Regions from separate parts of the Sus scrofa genome. Here all the other regions are linked to region 2. The links are chromatin contacts, called in public Hi-C and HiChIP or PLAC-seq maps. All regions are on one chromosome and are shown on one strand. The core of a region is the stretch at or near the end of the contact, and the rest is flanking DNA. Distances in the headings are between cores, read along the strand shown.

Region 1 (3,339 bases), core at 337-2,836, 170 kb after region 2:
AACGTAGGTAAAAATCACAGAACATCGTGTCTGACACTTACTTCATATGTTTTTCAAGGATGTGAAAGGGTCGGCATGACAAGGGAAAATCAGTCCTCATAAATTCTACTGGGAAAGAGTGGTTTATTCTACTTTTAAGAGTGGCTCCAGGAGGCAGTATGACAACATCGACCTTGAGGTTCCATGACTTCTGTAGACTGTATCTGACTCTCTTCCTCATCTAATTTGTAGCTACGTTAGCCTAGATAGAGGGATTGAGGTGTCCAGGGTCAGCCAGCTTGCTCTTAGGAAGCAGAGCCAAAGCCCAGTGCCTGCTTTGTGGCCAGCCCTCCGCCCTTATGCAGATAAGTAGATGCTGACCGACCCTGCTTTGCTCCCATTGATTTTTCCCCAGTAGTTAAACTACAAGCGATCAATGAGAGAACGATCCACAAAGAGGCATTTTACCCAGCACCGTTTCACCAGGAGACTGCTTCTCTGGCTTCGGTAGCCTCTCAAATCATGGGGCTGTAGGTAGCTTATTTCCCTTCTCCTTCCAAAGACGATGGTAAATCATTAGACCAGATTCCTCTCCATCTCCTCCTTTTCCAGCTCTCTTGAAAAGAGTTTCCAATTCAAGTTCAATTGGAATCCCAGGCAGGAAGAGCCAAAGAAGTTGCAACGGGGCAAGTTTAAAAGCCGAACATCTTTATTTATTTATTTATTTTTCTTTTTTAAGGCTGCACCTGAGGCATATGGAGGTTCCCAGGCCAAGGGGGGTCTAATCGGACCTAGAGCTGCCAGCCCACGTCAGGGCCACAGCCAGATCTGATCCGTGTCTGTGCCCTACACCACAGCTCACAGCAATGCAGGATCCTCAACCCACTGAGCAAGGCCAGGGATCGAACCCACAACCTCATGGTTCCTAGTCAGATTCATTTCCACTGCGCTATGGCAGGAACTCCAAAAGCTGAACATCTTAATTTCCACACGAAAGAGAGTAAAAGTGAAATGAGGGTCAAATGGTTGCTCCAGTAATAAAATCATGCATTTAAAAAAATATATCCTTAAGGAATATACCTTTAAGTTATATTTACATATATAAATATGTGTATTTATATACTTTAAGATATCTTTAAGATATATCTTAAAATATATTTTTAAGGAATACATCTTTAAGATATATTTCACAACCGATTCAGATCAATAGAGATTTGTTGGTTGATTGATAAAATATCACCAGGATCATTTCGAGCCTTAGCACAAAGTAAAACATTTTCTAGTTACTAGAGTCTCCCCGCAATCACCCGAAGGTTATCAATGGTGCCGTCTACTGAACTACACCTCTGGAATTTCCCGAATACAATGCATTCCTGAGATACCATATATTTAGATAGTTGATAATGGTGTTAGCTTTAATTCGCTATCTTGAGCAGGAACTTTAAAGCGGCTTGCAAAAATCTGTTGCTCTTCTATCTGTCCCCCCCCCCCCCACGCCTGCCCTCACCGCTGCTCCTCCCTCTGCCTCAGGTAGCTGGCTTGGAAGGTCCCTCAGTCCTTTGCTCAAGGAGTCTAAATTTGGCTCTGGAGCACCAGGCTCTCTCCTGTCTGGGTGTCATCAGGACGCCAAAAGTCAGTACACTCCTCGGCACTGGAGCCCGGCACCTCCATTCACATGGCGGGGGCGGGAGGGAGTGTCACTTTTCTAACCCTGCATCAAAACTTTTTTGTGGATTCTAAGCAAGTATTTCATCCTTTGAAGCCTGTTCCTCTCTTCAGAGGAAGGAAAGCCAGGCCTTTCTCCTGGTGGATGGATGGAGAAGGGGGCGGGACAGGCACAGTCAGGAGTCCCCCTCCCCGCCCCCCCTCCCACCCATGAGCAGTGCCTGTTTAATGTCTGTCCACCCCCACAAGCTATGTTTGCGCTATAGCTGGATCACGCCATTCCAAGTGTATGGCATTTAACAATGTGTCACTTGACAACATTTATCACTCCCCTGGCATCTCTACGAATGTTCAAGGGTCACCCGGGGCAGGTGCTGTGCTCGGCACTGAGACTGTGGGCATGGCACTTGGCACTCCCTTCCAGGATTACTATTGCCATGGGATGATGATGATGACAATAATGATTATCACCATCTTCTGGTCTTTTCTGGCCTCTCTGGCTATTCCTCCTCAGCTTCCGAAGACTCCTTCCCTTCTACCCGATCCTGCAGCACTGCTCCCCCAGGGCTCCATCAGTCTTCCTTCGCTACATGCGCTCCCTGGAGCAACTGAATTCACATCTGGAGCTTTAAATACCATTTAAGCAGATGACTTCCAATTTTGCACGTCTAGATTAAGACCCTTAAAATCATAGGCCTGCACTTCCGTTTTTTTGTTGTTGTTTTGTATTTTGCTTTTTTAAGGGCTGCACCTGTGGCACATGGAGGATCCCAGGCTAGGGGTCAAATCAGAACAGCAGCTGCCAGCCTACGCTACAGCCACAGCAACTCGGGATTCAAGTCAAGTCTTTGACCTATACCACAGCTCACGGCAACACCGGCTCTTTAACCCACTGAGCGTGGCCAGGGATCGAACCCACATCCTCATGGATACTAATTTGGGTTCGTTCCTACTGAGCCACAGCGGGAATTCCGCAGAATTACATTTCTCATTGCTTTTGAGATATCTCCATTTGGTGGCCCCAGAGATCTCTTAATCTGGAAATGTTCAAACCTTATACTCATTACATGCCCTACGAATCTATTCCTCAGTACCCCCCTTTTTTCCCTCTGTGCCAGTGTATGGTACCCTCATTCTCTCACCCACTGGATTTAGGTTTCTCCTTCGCAACTCAAATCTAGTCAGTTACAACCTCCCCTTGACTCTACCTCCTACATGCTTTTTAGTTTTGCCCCAACAGTCCTTATCCTTTGCCACGTCTCTAGCTGAGACTTCCTATTTATCTTCTAGAAACTAGAGCATTGCCACATTGCTTCTGGTCTTGAATTTAAACTACCAATTTAATTCTACATATAGTCTTTCAAGCACTTTTTCTAAAATTTAAATCCTGCCATATCACTTCCCTGCTAACAATCACCCAATGCCTTTTCTTTGCTTATTAGTCAAGTCCAAATCCTTAGGAGGATTATGAAGCACGTTCCAATCTGGTACCCATCTACCCTTTCATGTAGCTCTAAGAATGGCCTGTTACAAAGCCAACATTCTAGGAGTTCCCGCTGTGGCTCAGTGGAAATGAATCTGACTAGTAGCCACGAGGATGCAGGTTTGATCCCTGTCCTTGATCAGTAGATTAAGGATCTGGCATTGCCACAAACTGTGGTGTAGGTTGCAGACACAGCTCAGATTCCACGTTGC
Region 2 (3,187 bases), core at 245-2,744:
ACCTTGAGCTGGCGGGGGCACGAGAAGGGGAAGGCCGAGCGGCCCCTGCCGTCAGCGGCTCCCGGGGGCAGCGCGGTGAAGGGCAGGTCGGGCATGTAGGGCGCTGTAGGATAGGCGGTGGGCCCGCCGCCTGGGCCCCCGGAGCCGTCGGACGTGTTCTGGCCCACGCAGATCTCGCCGGCGCCGTGCACAGGGAAGTTCTCGCAACGCAGCCGCTCGGGCCATTGGAAGCCGAACTTGTTCATGAGCGCCTCACACCCCTGGCGGGCACGCTCGCACAGAGAACGGCACGGCGGGATGGCCTTATCGAGCACGGTGCACACGGGTGCGTACATGGAGCACAGGAAGAAGCGCAGCTCGGGAGAACACTGCACCTTCACCAGCGGGTAGAACTGGTGCACCTCGAGGCCCGCATCTTCTTGGTTCGTGTGACCCAGCAGGTTGGGCAGGATGGTCTGGTTGTAGGCGATGTCCGTGCACAGAGGGATGGAAATAGGCTGGCAGAAGCCGTGGTCCGGCACTGAGATGCCCTTCTCGCCGTGGTACGGCTGCGCCCCGGCGCCCGCGGGCAGTGCGCCCAGCACTGCAAGCACCATGGTGCACAGGCCCAGAGGCGAGGGCGACGCTGCCGTGCGGGGGCCCCGCATCGCCGGCCGCGGGTGCAGCGGCGCTCTCAGCCCAAGAAACGCGACAAGACAGCCAGGAGAGGCTGGGATCCCGGCAGGCGCCGCCGCGCCGGGCGCATGAGAGTCCTCCCGGCGCCGGGGCCGGGCCGTGGGCGGTGCGGAGCCGAGGGCGCTGTAGCTAGGGTGCTCGCGCCGCAAGGGCGCCGTCGCCGCCGCCGCCTCCGCCCAGCACTCGCGCAGCCGCCGGGGGCCCAAACACGTCTGCCTGGGCCGGGGGCGCCGATGGGGGGGAGACGCCTTTTCCTCGCGCCGGGACGTAACGGTGCGGCTCTTTCTGCGGCGAAGAGCAACAAGCGTCTCCGGTTACCCTTCAAAGTTTGCCCAAGTCTCTTGACTCACAGCGCACAGTAACGCGCGCGCCCCCCGCTTGCGTCTGGGCCCCCGGCGAGCGAGAGCCCGGCGCCGCGGCTTGCTAGCCAAGGCCGCCGCCTCTGCGGTGCTGCTCCGCCTCCTTGCCTCGAGGCTCAGTTCGCCGCCACCTCCTTCTCCGCCGCCTTCTTCTCCACTCCCTGCTCCTTTTTCAGCCCCAAAAGCTTGTCCCCAAGTTTCAGCCAAACGGTTGATTCTCGTTCTGAGTCCTATCGGCGTCTTGGAGCCAAGAGCTCTGCGAGTTCTTTGAAGAAATCCAGTCACACTGCGTCCAAAGCTATGAGGCCCCCGTGCTCGCGGCCTGGGCCTGGCCTCTCCAGTCCCGCGCAGCCCCGGCCGGTGAGTCGCGGCGCCCGCCGCCGCCGCCGCCCGCCGGGAGGGAGCGCAGAGTAACGTCTCGGAGCCCAGCAACTCCGCAGAAGAAGCGTCGCGCTCGCAGGATTCCGGGCCGCCCCGCCCTCTCCCCTCCCCCCATTCACAAACCACTCCGGGGGCGGGCCCTGGAGCTCCAAGACCGCCCAATGGCAGCCTTTGTTTTCTGTGTGGTCGCCTCCGGATTGGGTGGAAGTCGGAAGGGGCGGGCGAGGGAACCCGAGAGGCACAGTCTGCAGCGCTCTGGGCGGATTCCTGAGGGGAGGGGCGGGGGCTGGGAGGGAAAAGTTAAGAAAAACTTTTACCGTGAATTCGCTGGGGGGAGCGGAGGGGGGAACGCACCAGAAAGGGAATTTGCTTGAAAGATTTGTTCCTCTTCCGGGTACTCTAAAATACACATTCCTGAATAGAAGGGCGCACGGGGGAAGTTTACGGGGAGAAGCTGAGAATAGAGCAGCGCCACGGCAGATAGGGACGTGACTCGGAGTCACGTTAGCCCTCCCCGAGCTGAAAATGCTGGGCTTGGCGGGGGACTTTTGGGTAGCGGGGTCCTAAATGAAGGGTTCACTATGGGGCCAGAAAAGGGTGCGCATCGCGGATTGCTTTTCTCTCCCCCGACTCTAACAGACCACGTGAGGCCACAATCCCCTCTCATCCCCGCTCCCAGTTGTAAAAAGGAGGAGGGGCCGCGACCGCGAAGAAATTGGAGTCGGGCGAAGGGGCCGACGTAAGGCGGGAGGAAGTGCAGACCCCTTGGAGGGGAGAGGGTTGGGGAGCCGCGGGCGCTGGGGACCCCGACCCCAAGTCACCCTGCCCGCGAGCACGGCCCAGGGTCTAGCGATCTGGTATAGCTTTAATGGAGCCATAAGAAAACAGTGTTGGGGGAAATGGCTATTAAAAACAAAAAACCTGCGACCCGAGTGCCCAGGAACACTGTACGGTTTAGAGAGAGTATTTATCCTCTTTTTCTTAGTTCTGCGGCGTGTTGGGATCCCATCTTTGTCGCAGAAGCAATGATTTGATCCTTGGAATATGCGTTGAAAAGTTTAAATGGGTATTAGAAACCAAGGGCATTTGCTAATTAGTTTTCAAAACACAAAGAGAAGTTATCCTGTTTTCGGGTAGCGTTTTCCGATTGGCAAGCGTTCTTTTGTTCCCGGTCAAATCTTCGCCCTGCTGAAGGCAATGGGCGCTCGCGCGCGCGCCCTGCTTACTCCCGACGAGATCAGAAGTTAGGAGGGAGGGGGGCCGCTCTCCCTTCTCGCTGGACAGCGAGGAATATCCTGAATTCCCATGCAGGAAAATGACAATGTTGAGAAAGGAAAAATCTGCTTCTCCCTCTCTGTCTCCCTCTCTCTCTCACACACTCACGCACAAAGCAATCTTACGCCTTAGAAAACGTTACTCCTGGCGGAGCCCTTTCCTTCTGTCAGCTCAGTTCCAGGCGCTGGAGCCCTGAGGGATTTCTGATTGGGATGCATGTTTGCAAAAGTTGCTGCTTTTGCTGCTTCTGCTGCCCACGGTGAGCCTCTTCTCCAGCAAGAAAAAACAAAAACAAACAAACAAACAAACAAAAAAGCGATCCTGAAATCAAAGGCAGTTAATTGGGTTCCCTTTCAGGGAGACTTTGGCTTCCTCTGTTTTTCTTTTATTTATTTTCTATTACCGGTTTACTGGAAATCTGTCCCTCCACTTCACAGTTCTTTGTCCTTCTCCACTCTTGCTAATGGGTCTGGAGGGCTGGATCGTTTAATCCAAGG
Region 3 (3,295 bases), core at 451-2,950, 240 kb after region 2:
AAGGAACCTCTCTTTCTCTCTCCTATGAAAAGGCATACATAACATGCAATTGGTAGAATACAATACACATTATTCAGCATTTAGCTTTTTTCTCTTAAACTAACATCCAGATTATTCCATATCATACATATAGATCATCTTGTTTCTTTTAAATGACTTCATAGAAGTCACAGAAGTTCCATTCTTAGACTGCATCATTAGATTTCAAGATTAGACGGTACTTACTGGTTTCAGTAGACCTGACAAAGTAAAGATTGTAAAGTGGGATGAGGAAGATTGGGAAGTCAGAAAGTAAAGGTAGAAAAGTAGGTTGCAAAAGAAAGGAGGATAAAGGAAAAAAAAATTAAAGACAGGATATGCTGGAACTGGCTTACATCTTTAGAGGAAGAGTAACAAGAGACAGTGAGATTGAAAACACACAAAAAGGGATAAGTAATGGAGCATGCCTCTAAGGGGATTGGATGGGATTCATCTTGAGAGACAGAGCACTTACAAGGAGAAAGAGGGAGAAGGAAAGGAAGGCTGGGGTTGCAGGTAGGGTTTGTAACAGTGGCTGGTGGGAGTTAAGGAAATTCATTCCTAGTGGCCTCATTTTCCTCAGAAATGTAGGAGGCAATGTATTTTTATTTCTAAAAATTTTACCAAAGAGGGTGGGTGGGTAGAGTTGGGTAAAAAGTTAGGAGTGTGTGGGTTGGGAATAGCAGGGAATGGGGATAGAAGAAATTCTGAGTAGCAATCTGTTAAGGACAGTTTGGGGCTTAGCAAGACTGCCTGACCACGTTATTTCCAGCACTGGTGCAAGAGTGAACAAGGTTAGCTGAATCGTTGCAGGACAACTGTTTTGCAGGTGATGGAGGGCCAAGGAGGCAACTGAGTTGAGGATGTTGGTGAACCTACTAAACCATGTATGCAGTATGCACAGGAGCTTCAGACCCTGACTGCACATCTGTCACTGATGGTCTGAACACGGGTTTGCAGGCCCAGAGATGGCACACTGCCTAGCAGTAGAGTTTACACCCACTATGGGCCAAGAGTGGCGGCTTCGGAAAATCTTCATGAGGGGACTTCGGGGGTGAGAGTTGAGTCGGGGTAGGGCTATGGCTCCAACAAGCAGACGTCGTGAAACTGTGCTGGGCAAACTGGCTTTACTCGGATTATATATGGAAGAGTCCAGTGGGGATCATAGGAGAAGCTATCTCATACCCTCCTACCACACTCCATCATCTGGGGTCGCAACTAAGTAGCAAAATCAGTGTGGATACTAGCGCTAACGGCGCCGCGTGGCGATGACGTCATTCCCGGGGGAGGAAGTGACTACTTTAGGGTACAGTCCATAGAAGAAGTCTGAAGACATTTTAGCCTTTTCACTGTCAAGAGTAGCGAACTTACCGTTCGGACTCCTGCAGTTTGAGGTGGCAGCAAAATATCTGCAGCTCCCAACCTCTCTCTTCACCATCTGTTACCATGGAAGCGATCGGATAATTAGGTCCCGGCGACGCCATGTTACGTCATTGCTCAAGTGCATCCCAGGCATATATACTCTGCCTGGTCCTAAAGAAAAGGCAGCACTCCTGGGAACGTTGCCCACAGTGCCTAACGCCTCTTGAGTAATTTTGATCCCTACAAGACGCCGTTGCCATCTAACCCCACCCAACTTCGGGGGTGATCCCCCTCCCGTTCTCCACTCCGCAGCCCCGCCCCTGCCCGGAGGCCCCGCCCCCCGTGAATCAGCTGATCTCACGCACCCGCCGGGCTGCCAGGCTCGCGCCGGATGCAGACAGTGGTGCTGCCGGTGGAGCGTCAGGTGAGCGAGCGCGGGTCCCGGGTTGGCCCGTGGTTTCCGATGGCTGACCGGCCGGGGCCTCCAGTGTGCGAGAGGCCGGGTCTGGGAGGAAGGCGGAGGCGCAGGCCGAGGCCCGGGAGGGCGCTGCGGCGACCCACGGAGACGACGCCGGCGTTCTCTCAAGCCGGCGTCTGACCCACTGCGTCTGCCTGTCTGTGAGCACCCGACGGCCCCAGGTTCTCTCACTCGCTCCGGTTCCTCCCTCCCAGGACCGGGCGCCACTTCAGAGATCTCAGCCTGGTGAAATACCTTCACGCCCCCCTTCCCGCCTCCACCCACGCTGCTTTCCACCCATTCATTCAGGAAGATGTATTGAATGCCCACTCTAGGCACCGAGCAGATAAACCGAGGTCCTTGGCCGCGAACCTTGGTGAGAGTCTCAGATGGGTTTGCCCTTGGGTGCAGATCGTGGTGGAGAGTGGATCCAGGGTTTCCATGCTTTGAAAGGGCTGTTGAGGAAAAAGAAAATGAGTTTGATGTTAAGAATTAGTAGTTCAGCAAAGTCTTTTGACGTGTCAGGTGATCCAGCAGAGGGTGGTAAGTTCTTTTGAGAAGTGAAGGTAGGAAAATAATATAGGGGCTATCGTGAGGAACTGGTCCTGAGGCTGGCATAGGTCCTCTGGGTAATAGGGCTATTTTGGAAGCAGACAACTGTAGGTTGGCAGAAGTGGTGGTGTACTGCTTAGAGCTTTGTTGATGGGGGAAAAGGAAAAACACCCAGGCTGAAGTGGCCTATTCAAGTAGAATATTCTCATTCTGGTTGAGAATGGAAAAGGAAGTAACTGTTGAACAAAATGCAGAGCATTAGTCTAGTGCCTTTTGGATTTGTTGGTGGTTGTAAATATTTTTTAAAAGGCTTTGAAGAATAAAATTGTGTGATGTGTGTTTATTCTGAACAGGTACAGAAATTCAGCAAACCTGTTGGTCCAGTATTTTTTCGGTTTATCACAAATATAAATAATTTGAAGTGACCACTTGACCTTTGAGTTAATGAATACTCAAAGAATTTTAAAAAGTGAATTTGCTTTTGCAGTAAATTGCAGTATTTTAATCTTAATAATAGAGGCATGGTGGCGAAGATCCTAGGCTTTGGACCTGCAATCAAATACATTTACATCTTTGAATTTGGGCAAGTTTGCTTATCTACCTCAGTTTCCTTATCTCTAAATTGAGGATAAAAGTGCCTTCCATATAATAATACCTTTACGTGTTATGGTTCATGTACTGTGTTTTTTTACAGTGTCTTGCACCGTATGTAAATATTCAGTACATATCAGCTGTTTTTATAAGTCATTTCCTTTTTCACTACATCATGACCCATTGAATCATTGTTTTATAAGTGATGTGAAAGAGAACTGGATATTTTTAGAAAAGAACTACAATTCACTTTTTAAAATCAAGAAAGAGTTCCCAGATGATTTTATGACATGGGGTGTATTTAAAGAAAATATG

The links. A called contact is a pair of places that touch in the nucleus more often than the background predicts. HiChIP or PLAC-seq counts read pairs in DNA pulled down with a chosen protein or histone mark.
Region 1: an H3K27ac HiChIP or PLAC-seq map of skeletal muscle shows a contact between it and region 2, with 8 times the contacts expected there. The contact joins the enhancer-like site here to the promoter of FZD7 in region 2. A contact is called at or near these places in 1 of 5 promoter capture datasets (liver), 11 of 47 Hi-C or Micro-C datasets (alveolar macrophages, embryonic fibroblasts, epiblast stem cells and 5 more) and 1 of 2 datasets of contacts at active chromatin or transcription factors (skeletal muscle).
Region 3: a contact with region 2 is called in a Hi-C map of skeletal muscle, with 5 times the contacts expected there. The contact joins the promoter of ALS2 here to the promoter of FZD7 in region 2. A contact is called at or near these places in 2 of 5 promoter capture datasets (fetal liver and liver), 9 of 47 Hi-C or Micro-C datasets (alveolar macrophages, brain, embryonic fibroblasts and 4 more) and 1 of 2 datasets of contacts at active chromatin or transcription factors (skeletal muscle).

Annotation. Positions count from the first base shown.
Region 1 is chr15:105,475,643-105,478,981 of Sscrofa11.1, reverse strand. All of the region lies in intron 10 of CDK15 (cyclin-dependent kinase 15), which reads right to left. Among named protein-coding and RNA genes, the nearest start is that of CDK15, 76 kb to the right of the region's middle. Within about 2 kb of position 1,586, at least 6 of the 83 cell types and tissues checked have an H3K27ac peak or open chromatin away from gene starts, as enhancers often do. A contact at or near this core is called in skeletal muscle, where this site is marked.
Region 2 is chr15:105,642,471-105,645,657 of Sscrofa11.1, reverse strand. It overlaps FZD7 (frizzled-7), which reads right to left and starts at 1,494. Exons shown (of 1, transcript XM_013984388.2): 1 at 1-1,494. The coding sequence starts at 647.
Region 3 is chr15:105,399,557-105,402,851 of Sscrofa11.1, reverse strand. It overlaps ALS2 (alsin), which reads left to right and starts at 1,700. Exons shown (of 34, transcript XM_021076185.1): 1 at 1,700-1,804. It overlaps CDK15 (cyclin-dependent kinase 15), which reads right to left and starts at 1,682. Exons shown (of 14, transcript XM_021076193.1): 1 at 1,390-1,682.